Linked DNA regions of Columba livia: region 2 is linked to region 1. A link is a contact called in public Hi-C data. All regions are on one chromosome and are shown on one strand. The core of a region is the stretch at or near the end of the contact, and the rest is flanking DNA. Distances in the headings are between cores, read along the strand shown. Region 1 overlaps MEGF11 (multiple EGF like domains 11). Region 2 holds the start of MEGF11 (multiple EGF like domains 11).

Region 1 (5,710 bases), core at 1,929-4,428:
ACTTGGAATACCTAAAATCATGCACACCCCAGCACACGTGCAGGAGACAGAAAAATTTGCAATGAGATGGTGAAAGTGAATTTATTTTCACAGATGAAGAGTAGTTTCAACTCCTCCTAATGTCCGTGCCCTTTCTGTACCTTTGAAAGTTGGTCCACTTTTAACTACAAGTTCCATTTTCAGTCTTATCCTGAAACTGCCCACAAAATCATTCAAGTCTTCTGCAGACTCTCATTTATTGTGTACTACCAGGAGTATTTTCTACATACAGATTTAAGAGCTTATTTGTAGTGGTTACTGCCCTTGTGAAGTCACCATCCCTGTGAAAATTGAAGTGACACTTTTTAATGACCTGCTTTTCAGTAAGTTAGAAGTTGCAGACAGCACTTATGCAAAATCTTTAAACATAGATTAAATATAAGCATGTTTTCTTTTTCCCGTGCCGTATAGTCAACTAAACATTATACCAATTAATTTATTAAAATGAACATATTTCAGTGAATTTGTCCATTTTATGTGAAAAGTTAGCCAAATTTCAAAGCGTAAGCAGGGCTAATTATCCTCTAAAGAAAACTATTTTATTTTTGCTCAGATGTTCAGCACTTCTGGTTTAACTTTGAAATGCTGATCTATCAAGCAAATTAATTTTAAAATATTCATGTCCTAATTAAAATCAATTTGTGCTGCAGTTTGTCATAATGAGTTAGCATGTAACTTTATTTTGTAGAAAGAAAAATGCTAATTAATGTTTTCCATTAGAAAAACGTGAAACGAAGATTTCACTTTTGGATTTTCATCTCCTTGTGCTGTCTCTTTTCTGGCAGCAGGAATATTCTTCTATCAGCAGCACGTGAACACGAGGAGCTGTGCAACCTCCGAAATTGCAGAGGTTGACGTGGTTGTGCTAAGGATTCTGAGCATCAAACAACCAAGCAGCTGTTTTATTAATATCTTTCACAATCATGTAGCAAGATTGATTGATAATAAGTTGTTATTGCTGCCAGAGCACACCTGACATCCCACAGGGGCTTTCGGGGCCCCACTTCTGAGCTTTTATAGCTAATTAGCATCGCTATCTGCATCGTACAATGAGATTGCTCCCAGAGAATTAGCCGTGTTAGTCCTTACTTTACAGCTTTGTTTAAAAACGTTTGAGACATTTGAAAAAGTACTTATATTTGGATCTCACATCTTTGCAAGAGAGTCCCTGTGTCAATCCACAACAGGTGAATTCAACTAACAAAAACAACAGTCTGGGCAGGACTGGGTTTGTAATCTCTCTGTGCTGCCATTCTGGAGGGCATCATGCTCTTATATTTCATGGAGACAGGAGGTGCTCACATGGTAGGAACCCCTCTGGTAGCTCACACTGTGCGGAACCAAAGCACTTCTTTTATGAAATATGACCTGTTGCCTTTGTCAGCATTGGCACTTGGATCACAAATCCTTTCCTGGTTCATTAGTATTCCATGTTGCAGTGCATATCAGCTCCTATTTTAAGTAATTCTTTTGAGAACTACTTTTTTGTACATATAAAAATCCTGCCTTCATTTAAGTGATGTTATTTATCTCCATCTTAAAGATGCAATAAAAATATTGCATTGAACTGCTCTGTATAGAGCATTGGAACTGACCAATGGTGCAGCGTGTATGAGAAGCTCGGCTGACAGATCATTTCAGTTTTTGCTCTTTCTGTGATATGAGGGCTTTTCTTCTCATTTTTTCTCTTTGTGTCTGTGTATTGTTCTTTTCATTGTGCCTGTATATTGTGTTTAGTTTTATCTCGTTTCAGTTAGAGAACTATTTTGTTTAGTACGTAATTTTTAGAGCCAAACCCAGCTTTACTTACTTCTGCAGATAAGTCTGTAGTATCTAGAAATGCATGCAGAAAACCATACTATGCACGTTCTTAGGTTTCTGCCATCGTTAGAGGATGGCATATTGTACAAAAGCAAATGAATCACAGCTCAGGATTTCAGTCTGAGACTGATTCACAGTCAGGATAGATTGAGGTCACCTGTAGAGACTACAGATGAGAAAGTGAGAGTGGCTGAAGTGGTAAAATAGTTGCATAATTCAGGGAGGTGCCTTAATCACTTTTTTGACATCACCATTATTTAGCAGCATACAAGTCCAGTTCCATCTGTTACATTCTTTGCAAAGATGGACCGTATGTTTTATCTTGTTTTGAAAATACATCTGTTTTTGTCAGGGAACACAGCCAATAAGAGCACAGAAATTAAACATTTCATTCATTACTGAGCAGAGCTTTCCATCAACTTTAACGTTAAAGATTTCCAATAATTTGGTGGGTGGCTGAAGATCTGCGTGCCTATTAGTTTTATGTCACTGTGCTTAGGCTGTTAGAAGATGACTCTGAAAAAAGTTTAGAGTTTCTTTTCTTCCAGCTTCAGGAGTGAGTGGACAAAAGTGAGGCGGACAAACAGGAATAGACACTGATATTGTTAGGATGCAGCACATCTGTTTAACAGCTCTCTATCAAACATATATATAATCCTTGGAAACGACATTTGCAACCTAATTGAACACTTACTACAACAAGGGGTATTGGAGAGGAGTGGGTGGATGGGTGCCAAAAGACAAGCGTGACATTTCAGCAATTGGAGATGCGCTTTATTTGTGGGAGCACTCTTCTGCCAGGTTTATATGGTAAAAATACTTATGGAAGTGGCAGTCTTGCTCCTGCTTTACTCTCTGCTTGCATGATTTGAATCTGGGAGACTGCTGAAAGCTGATCTCCAGCAAAGCCAAGTGTATTTAGTAGCAAAGGCCCCTGCCTCTCTCACCACCCTTTGATGCAGAAGGAATCAGGACAGGGATGCAGTAGGAGCTCTGGCATAGCCAGTTCTGCAGTGTCACATGGTGCATGTTGTGGTGCTCGTGGGACAGCAGGGGAAAGGACTACGGCTCCTTCAGCCTCTTCTTGCAAGCTTATCTGCCACCAGCCCTTCCATGGGCACTGGCCTCCTTATACAAAACCCGTGGCCAGTACGTCTGGCCAGCACGTGGGGCACTAAGGTTTGCAGCTTTTGGTCCGTTATTACTGTCATTATCAGTTGTACAATGCAAAGGAGTCAGGTTCTAGGGATCAGACCTGAAAGTAAGAGTCCCCGTTGTTCTTCATCTGCTGGAGACTTCTTCACTAGGCTGATATTTGGCTTAAAATGTTGTTTCCTACTTTTGTTCTTGTTGTTGAGGCTGAAATCCTCTGAGCGGGCGCAGGCCCCTATGTCAGGGTTAGCTCCAAGGGATCCCCTTGGCCAAGTCCCCAGATCTATCCCCTCCCACCACTTACTTGTGTTTCCTTCTACTCTTTGGATTCTCCTCAGCTTTACTGTTCTCTTCCTCTCCCAATAACCCCTTTTCTCTGTGTTTTCTGTCTTCCTTTCATCCTTCCATAATGCCCTTTAATAATTGTAATGTCCTAACCATATTACATTCATTTCCCAGCAGAAAAACAGATTTTGAGGTGACATTTTCCTTTTACTTTTATACCTGGGATGTAAGCAAACAAAATGAACTTGAATTAGTTTCTGCCTTTTCCTTCTTTCTGGAAGGATTTTGCCCATTTGGCTTCAGCAAAGAAAAATGTTGTAATTATTTTTATCTCTAATTGCTAAATGTTAAGTCTGACAGCTTCCTCAGATTCATTATGAAGAGCCTTCAGTAAACAGCCTTATATTTTCCCAGTCTGCCCCAGTGGAAAATACGGGAAGGACTGTGCTGAGGTGTGCCAGTGCACCGAGAACGGGACGTGCAATCCGATGGATGGATCGTGTCAGTGCTTCCCAGGCTGGATAGGGACCGACTGCTCTCAGAGTAAGCAAAGTGCTATTTTTTTTTTCACCCTGTGCTTTAAAATAACATGTTTTCCTGTTCAGAGTTTTCTGAGAGTTAAAGACATTCTGGGGAAATCCCTGAAGTATTACAGCAGCCAGTGCCTTACTCACTTTATAGCTTGTTTCTTTTAATTACTCTAAGTTAGCTCTGGCTTGAATTAGTTTCTGCATTTGGAATGTGCAGAAGCTGTTACTAGCTTCTATTACAGGAAAGGGAGGTCACAAGCTCTTATGAGAAAAGAAAACTCCATGCTCTCTTTTAATTTCTAGCTGCATTCTATTTTATTTATTTTTTGAAATAATTTTCTTTCGGCTATTACACTAGAAATTATTAACCAGTAAATGTTTCCATGTACCGAGCCCCTAGAATTGAGAAATTAGGCAGCTGAAATATTTCTATTAAATGTAATTTAATTGTAAAAGTCAATGTGGGCTTGAAGGGATGGAGATTTCTTCTTGAAAATTGCCCAGGTAGAAGATTGGCATTTGCTGATCCCAAAGTGTCATTTCCTGAGAGCATCCCTTAATTGAAGATAGATCACAGAGGGAAGCAATATCCTATCATTCAGAAATGTTACTTCATATTCAGGATACAACTAGCATATTAGACAGCATTCCAGAGTAAAATATATTAAACTTCAAGTGATAAAGTAGGAATCGGATAAAAACAGATGGCTGTAATTTTGCTCTTATTGTGTGTCTTCCACAGGCAGAATATTGCTGTCTCTCAAAAATGGGAAAAAAATAAAAAATAAATAATAAATTTTTAAAATAACACAGAAAGCTCCACAGATTCCTCATTATATTTAGCCGTGTAATTGGGAAACGACTGTTGGTTTCTGTTAACCTTGAAAAAAGATGTTTTTTTCTTACAGAGTGAGGCAGGCCAGTTCAGCAGCAGCAGTTTCCAGGTTAGCAGGCAGAAAGACCTGGCGATAGCTATTTTGTGTTTTGGATGAATAAAGTGGGAACCTGACTGTTTCCTTCTTGTAAAGCGAGTGTAAATCTCCCAGCGCAAGCCTGGCCTTGCACCAGGCTCCTGTGGAACCGGCCTCCCTGTCCCAGTCCCATACTGGGCTATTTCGGTCAGACCTCCCTCCGCACCAGTTAACCTGGAATGACCCAGAGACGGAGCTGCAAAGGAGATATTAATAATTCTAGCTCCAGAGCCAGTCCTGGAGATGCTAACAGACCCTGCAGCTCTGGCTTACAAAGGGATTGTTAAAGTATTTCTGGTTGCTGATAGTGCGTATACTTTAGGTCAAATCCTGCCTGGCTTTACATTGTGTGAGTTCAGTGAGTTTTTGTTTGATTTACGTCATGGCGGGGGGGAAGGTTTCTTGCTTTTCATTCTGGCTTTAGAGATGTCTGTCACATGCCAGAAACTTGCATTTATCGTCAGAATTGGAGCCAATGGCATACGTGGAAATAGGCACGGTTTCTGTACTTTCAGGTTTCCTGGGAACCATGCCTTATTAATTCATGTCTTTAATAGGAAGCAATGGAAAGTGCTTTTTAAAGCAAAAATATAGTTGTTATATTGAAGGGTTATCATCATTTTGGGTCTTTTAGTCTGGCACTAATGACTGTAACTTACTGCATTCATTTTTGGAGGGAGGCTTAAAATAACTTTTGAAAATGTATTAATAGTGTACTTTTTGAAATATATAATAGACCTGGAGATTTTAATTTAATATTAGCCCCATCAACAAAAGCAATCTGATTTTGTGGATGGGAATTCACACTGTAAGAAGTTTTCTTTACATTTTTATGTAATTTGAGTAGCACTCTATGCTTCAAATGGATGTGATAATTTTAGTAGTTGATTGCATAGCAAAGGTAAGCCATGA
Region 2 (5,710 bases), core at 2,385-4,884, 240 kb before region 1:
TTTCTTTTGATAATACTGTTTTAACTACAGATGAAAATACAGCTGAAAAACTCAAGGAAAAATACAAAGAAATGCATTCACACGATTGCACCGTTGATGATAAAACCTAAAACATGACGTGTAAGCAAGCCCTTCTAATGAATGCTTCTGATATTAAGCATATGTTATCGCAATACATAGGTTAATGTCTGGTACCTTAAGTACCACACAATAGTGTTAATACAAGTGCTCAGTCTTTAATACAGCAAACCAAATATATGTCCATAATCTGGTTGTGACACATGATATATCGTTACTGCAAAGTCCCCTTAATTCCTGTCACAAACCATCTAATTAGTTAATAATGCTACAGGTTTAATATCACTCCTATCAAATGACAACTATGACAGGCATTGAAGTCTATGGATCACAAAAGATTACAGTTCTTTCCGTTCTCTAAAATTAGATTAAGATACCTGAAAGACCTTAAACCAAATTAAGCCCAGTACATTTGCTGACTTTGGGTTACCATGATTAGATATACATTTTACAAAGTTAGTGTCTTCAATCTAAATTAAAAATAAGTTTTTTATAGGATAAGTACCTGCGTCCTTTCTGATGTTGCACAGCTTGACATGCTGTTTGCATGAAAATAATCCCTTTCAGCTCCGGCAACTCGAGAATCTCAAGGTAATCTTGAACAACCTTGCAGTCAGGGACAACATAATGTGTAACATCATCTGATAACAATTTGCCATCTAAAATATAATTCAGAGTTCAAAGGTTTAGCCTTTCAGTTGCAATACTGGTTCCTTAAAAATACTTTCAGATGCCAGGAAATTAGAGTTACGTATCCTCAAAGGTATACATATCTCTTTTTCTGATGAACAGAATTATGACTACAATTCTGTGCTACATTCTGTAAGATTTGTGACAGCACTCTTTTGCATCCGCCAAAATTTACTGCAAATTCTATCCAAATGGGTGAAAAAGATCCACTTTCATTATGAGAAGGATGTAACTTAAAGAGTGTAGGTAACAGTCCTTTTTTCTCTACTTCCATATGAATAAAAGAAACTGTACATCTGCCACATAAAATCTTTTCATAGAATATTCAGAGTTTCTAGAATGATGGGTACTTCTGTCACACTGCTGCCACAGACCTCTCTATTCAACATTATCCATTTACAGCAGGCTCTTTTTCTATATTTTTACATAAAAGAATAGAGGTAAGGGTACACGTGGAGAACAGCTACTGCAGAGAGAAGATGTTCTTGAATCTAAACTATTAACCATAATTGCTCATTCTCTCTAAAGAGATTCCATCTCTCAGGAATACGCTGTCAAAATACCAGAACCAACCCATCACAGATAGCATTTTAAAATGCAGCTCAAAATTAATGAGTTTGATTGCTTTCGATCTTTCAAAGATTACCCAATAAAATTTCAGGTGGGGGTGATCACTGTATTTTCTCTCAATGCCTATGTATCCCTTATGATATTATAAACACTGAGCTGCTGAACCTATCGTAGTGCATGTAAATTATATATAATAAAAGCATATAGATCTTGACAAGTCAGGTTATTTTCATGTATTTCTTAGAAGATGACACAGGACAATCTGTCTATTAACTGTAATCGCTAGAAGTGTGAATCCAATAGGCACAATTCTGTGTACAGTTCCATGGATGCATGTCGCACTGAGGCACATAATGGATGATGGCAGAATGCATCCAAGAAAGCTAATATTTATTAATAATTCAGAAGTGCATTAGAAGTGAAATGTCACTTGAAGATTTATGTAGTCTGCCCATTTTAAGCTATCCTTGCCTAACCTACACATCCAGATCAGAACAGCTTCTAAGCAGGCACAGCACACTATCACGAGGATCTGCGATGTGATTTATGCACACAGTCGCTCACAGGGCATGAAATAAGTTTGCCCAGCACACTGTGCAGAAAACAAATGTCCAGCTCACCTCTCAGTCACCTGGAATTATTAAAATGGGCATATTCTGCCACTTCTCTACAGCACAACTTAAAGGTAAGTCCAGAAGAGGGGAAGTTAGGCACAGCAGGAGAGGTAAGACCTTTTTATGGCACAAGTCTGTAATTTATCCTTAAAGAATTCATAACCAGATGCAATACATTAGGGACCAGCAACTATCACTAGTCCTGACTTCCCAGAGAGCAGTAATAGACTATTCTACTTCTGCCCTCAACTGCAACAAGGCACTAAAAGCAACCATGACATTTGTACCAAGTACCATTCAGAAGAAAAAGAAAAAAAAGTTTTAAAATGCTCAACCTTTTCTTTTAGGCAAGCAAATGATTTTGTCAGTTTAAATAGGTTGGATATTATGTTAGTTGTCTGTCGGTTTCTTGCACCAAATAAATAGCGCTATTTAACCACAAAAAGAAACCCCACCTGAAATATCAACAACAGGTCACATGATGGTCTCTGATGCCCATAATAGCACCACAGGATGTATAAACAACAACAAATCTAGATATCATAGAGTCTTGCATGCCCGAAACGGCCAGATATAACACAGGCAAATACATTTAATTACTGAACAGAAATGACTGCTGATGCAGAACTACAAGATAATAGCTTGGCCCCATCGTAAGAACACTTCACAGGTTCGTATAGAACTTAATCCATGCTATAAACCACCACCCTCCAGAAATTAACGCATTTTAAAAGATCTTTTAATAAAGGGAAGTATGAAACTTGTGTAATCCTTTTATCAGGCTGTAAACGCTCCACAGTTAACTCCTGTGACAATCAATTTCTCCATTCCTTTTTCTCTCAACACCTCGTTTATTTCTGAACGATTTTGCTTTGAAGATCTTTGGCTGTACCCTTGATTTGGAACCGTTTGGCTTTTTCACGACTTTATTATAAGCTGTTGTTCGGCACCGCCCGCCCCCGGCTCGGGCCGGCTGAGGAGCGCTCCGGGACGAGCCTCCGGTGCCCGCACCCCAACTAGCTCCCAGCTCCCTCCCGCTGTTTGTCCTCTTTTATTCACCGCTTTATTCCCGCTCGCTGCCCTCACACCCGGTTCCTGTCAGGCCTCCCGGCACCCCAGCCGCCAAGGCCGTGTGGATCGCTCTGCCCGGGGATCCCTCTGCCCAGGGATCACCCCCTGGACGCAGCTCTGCCCCACGCGAGCTGCGGCACAACGGCTCCCAAGACAAGCCGCCCACCGCTCCAGCTCGGCCCCGGGCGCTGCCGGCTCTGGCAGCGCGGATCCCCCCGCCTCTTCCCGCCTCCCGCCGTCACCCCCCTCACCGCGCGGGCAGGCGGCCGGGCACAGGGCGCTCCGGCACGGCACGTCGGGCCGCAGGTAATGCTCCCGCACCACGCGCACCGAGCGGCCGTGCTGGCCCCGCAGCTGCAGCACCTTCTCCGTGCGGAGCATCGGGGCGGCGGGAACCGGCGGCCCTACGGCCAGGCCCGCGGCTCCCGGGGCGCTTGCGCGTGGTGCGCGGGGCGGTGCGAACGTATGGGGCAGGGCCTCGGTGGAGGGGCGGGAAAAGAACGGGCTGGTGCTGGTGGCGGCGGCGCCGCTGGGGCGAGGCGGGGGAGTCGGGGCGGCAGCTGAGGGATGGGCGGGCTCGAGCTGAGGGAACCGGGGCGGCAGCTGAGGGGAGGAGCTGCGGGATCCGGGGCGGCAGCTGAAGGGTGGCTGCGAGGCACAGCCAGGCTAGCTGAGGGGCGGGCGGGAGTGAGCTGAGGGAACCGGGGCAGCTGCTGAGGGGAAACGCTGAGGGACAAGCAGGAACGAGCAGGAGCTGCGGGAACAGGGGCAGCGGCTAAGAGGACACAGAGAGGCCTCGTGGGGGCTGAGGAGGACATGGTTTAGTGCTAGAGTTAGGTTACGGTTGGACTCGATGATCTTAAGGGTCTCTTCTAAGCGGGATGATGATTCTACGAGAAGACCAGCCACGGGCAGGTGCTGAGCCCTGGGAGAGCCTGAGCTTGTGCGGCTGGGGGAGCAGAGAGGACAGGTTCCCTGAAAGTGAGGGAAAACTGAGAGGTTTGGGACGCTGGAGAAGTGCTGAAAAAGTAGCTGTGGTCCCACATAAATGCATACGTCTCCATGGCCTTTCACGGCATCTTCCAGGAGAAATCCTGGTCCTGTTTCTCGTACCATCTGGTTTTGCATAATCACCTGCCAGCACCTGGGGAGCTGAGGTGGGAAAGGGGTCGAGGGGTTGGTTGAGTGCATGAAAGCTCTAATGTCAGCTAATTTATGCACCGATATTGCTCTTCACATTTACAGAGGGGAAGATAAAGGCACTGAAAGATTAAGGCTTGCTCGAGATCAAACAGAAAAGCAGCAGAAGGTCCTGAGTCCCAAACATTGTTTCTGGGTCTGAGTCAGTGCCCTGTAAATAAGGCTGTAATGCTGTAAGTATGGCATTTGGGGGATGATTATTTTGACTATTAGAAAAGCATTTGTACTTTTTCAACATTAATCGCCTACACCATAATTTAACTTGAACATAAATGCATGGTGCAAACTATCTAGTGTTTGTCCTTAGGAGGAAAAGAGACTGGGAAAGAGCCAAGGCAGTATGTCACTGTATGTTCCTGTTTATTCTACTTTCTTATTTTCACATGTGTTATAAAATGTGTATCTCCAATGACTAATACTTCTTAGTAACCCATTGGTGCCAGTAAATGGAAGTACCATCTGTAAGGAACTGATTTGCAGAAGCCAAGTTCTCAAACAGATGAGGAGGAGGAGGTGTTATAACTTGGTGAGAGACGATTGAAGTGTAGACTTGGTTTTGGAAGTCAGGATGATTTGAGACATGTTATGTAAGGAGGATGTGAGAGGAAAGGGGAAATGGAGATCAAAATGGTGGAGTTCTTGTGCTGTAGGAGCAAAGATTAAATAACCAGCGGTGATGGAAAAGGGAAGAAAACCACAATATTTGGGGAAAAAATACAACATGTAATTCAGTTTGAAATGTAGTGGATAACATAGTGAAGAACACATACCAATGTGCCTAGTTGGTGTCATCCAATGACTGCAGGAAAATGAAGGTTAATTAAATGAAAGTGATTGACATAGCTACTCTTATTTATTCACTTTCACAGAGAAATATCCAAGACCTTTGGGATAAGTTCGTGCATTGCTGGTACCATTGGGTAGCTGAATGCTTATTTCTAATATTCTAGTGAGAAAATGTTTTGAATTCTGAAAATTTACCCCCTCCCTTCCTTCTGCTCTTGGAGAGGAACCTCATATAAGTAAAAGTCTAAGGTTGATTCACTAAAACCAAATAGAACTGTTTACACTTTAACAACTGAGTTTCCCTCAGTGAAATCAGAGACAAACTTTCATGTGCATCTGGTAATTGGTTTTATGAATGGCAAGGAGTGTGTACAGGGAGAGCCAAAACTAACGGGATAACAAGAGCATCTTTAATTGTTTTAAAATAAAAGCTGCACAGTTCTAAGTATCAGTACCAGAAGATCTCATTAAATGCTAAAGAATGAGGTGGAGTGCAGCACAGCTGCAGAATTGTGAGACATACATTTCTTCATGCAGTTTTCCTTCATTAAGTGGTTGAGAAAAAACATGGTAGAACAGAAAGAAAGCAGCACAAATATTCTTTTCATAGATTATTCCTCACTTCATACGGTTAATGCTTGTGAGCGCTAGGGAAGCTTTTATTTTAAAGGAGTGAGAGAAGTTTCTTTGAAGTTCTATTA

Evidence for each region. A called contact is a pair of places that touch in the nucleus more often than the background predicts.
Region 2: a contact with region 1 is called in a Hi-C map of crop, with 4 times the contacts expected there. The contact joins the promoter of MEGF11 here to the enhancer-like site in region 1. A contact is called at or near these places in 2 of 2 Hi-C or Micro-C datasets (crop and liver).

The regions. Positions count from the first base shown.
Region 1 is chr11:11,006,164-11,011,873 of bColLiv1.pat.W.v2, reverse strand. MEGF11 (multiple EGF like domains 11) reads left to right here. Exons shown (of 27, transcript XM_065075966.1): 20 at 3,712-3,840. Among named protein-coding and RNA genes, the nearest start is that of RAB11A, 54 kb to the right of the region's middle. Within about 2 kb of position 3,178, at least 1 of the 3 cell types and tissues checked has an H3K27ac peak away from gene starts, as active enhancers do.
Region 2 is chr11:11,249,838-11,255,547 of bColLiv1.pat.W.v2, reverse strand. It overlaps MEGF11 (multiple EGF like domains 11), which reads left to right and starts at 3,634. Exons shown (of 27, transcript XM_065075966.1): 1 at 3,634-3,938; 2 at 4,269-4,396. It overlaps DIS3L (DIS3 like exosome 3'-5' exoribonuclease), which reads right to left and starts at 3,504. Exons shown (of 17, transcript XM_065075970.1): 1 at 3,275-3,504; 2 at 584-737. The coding sequence starts at 3,404.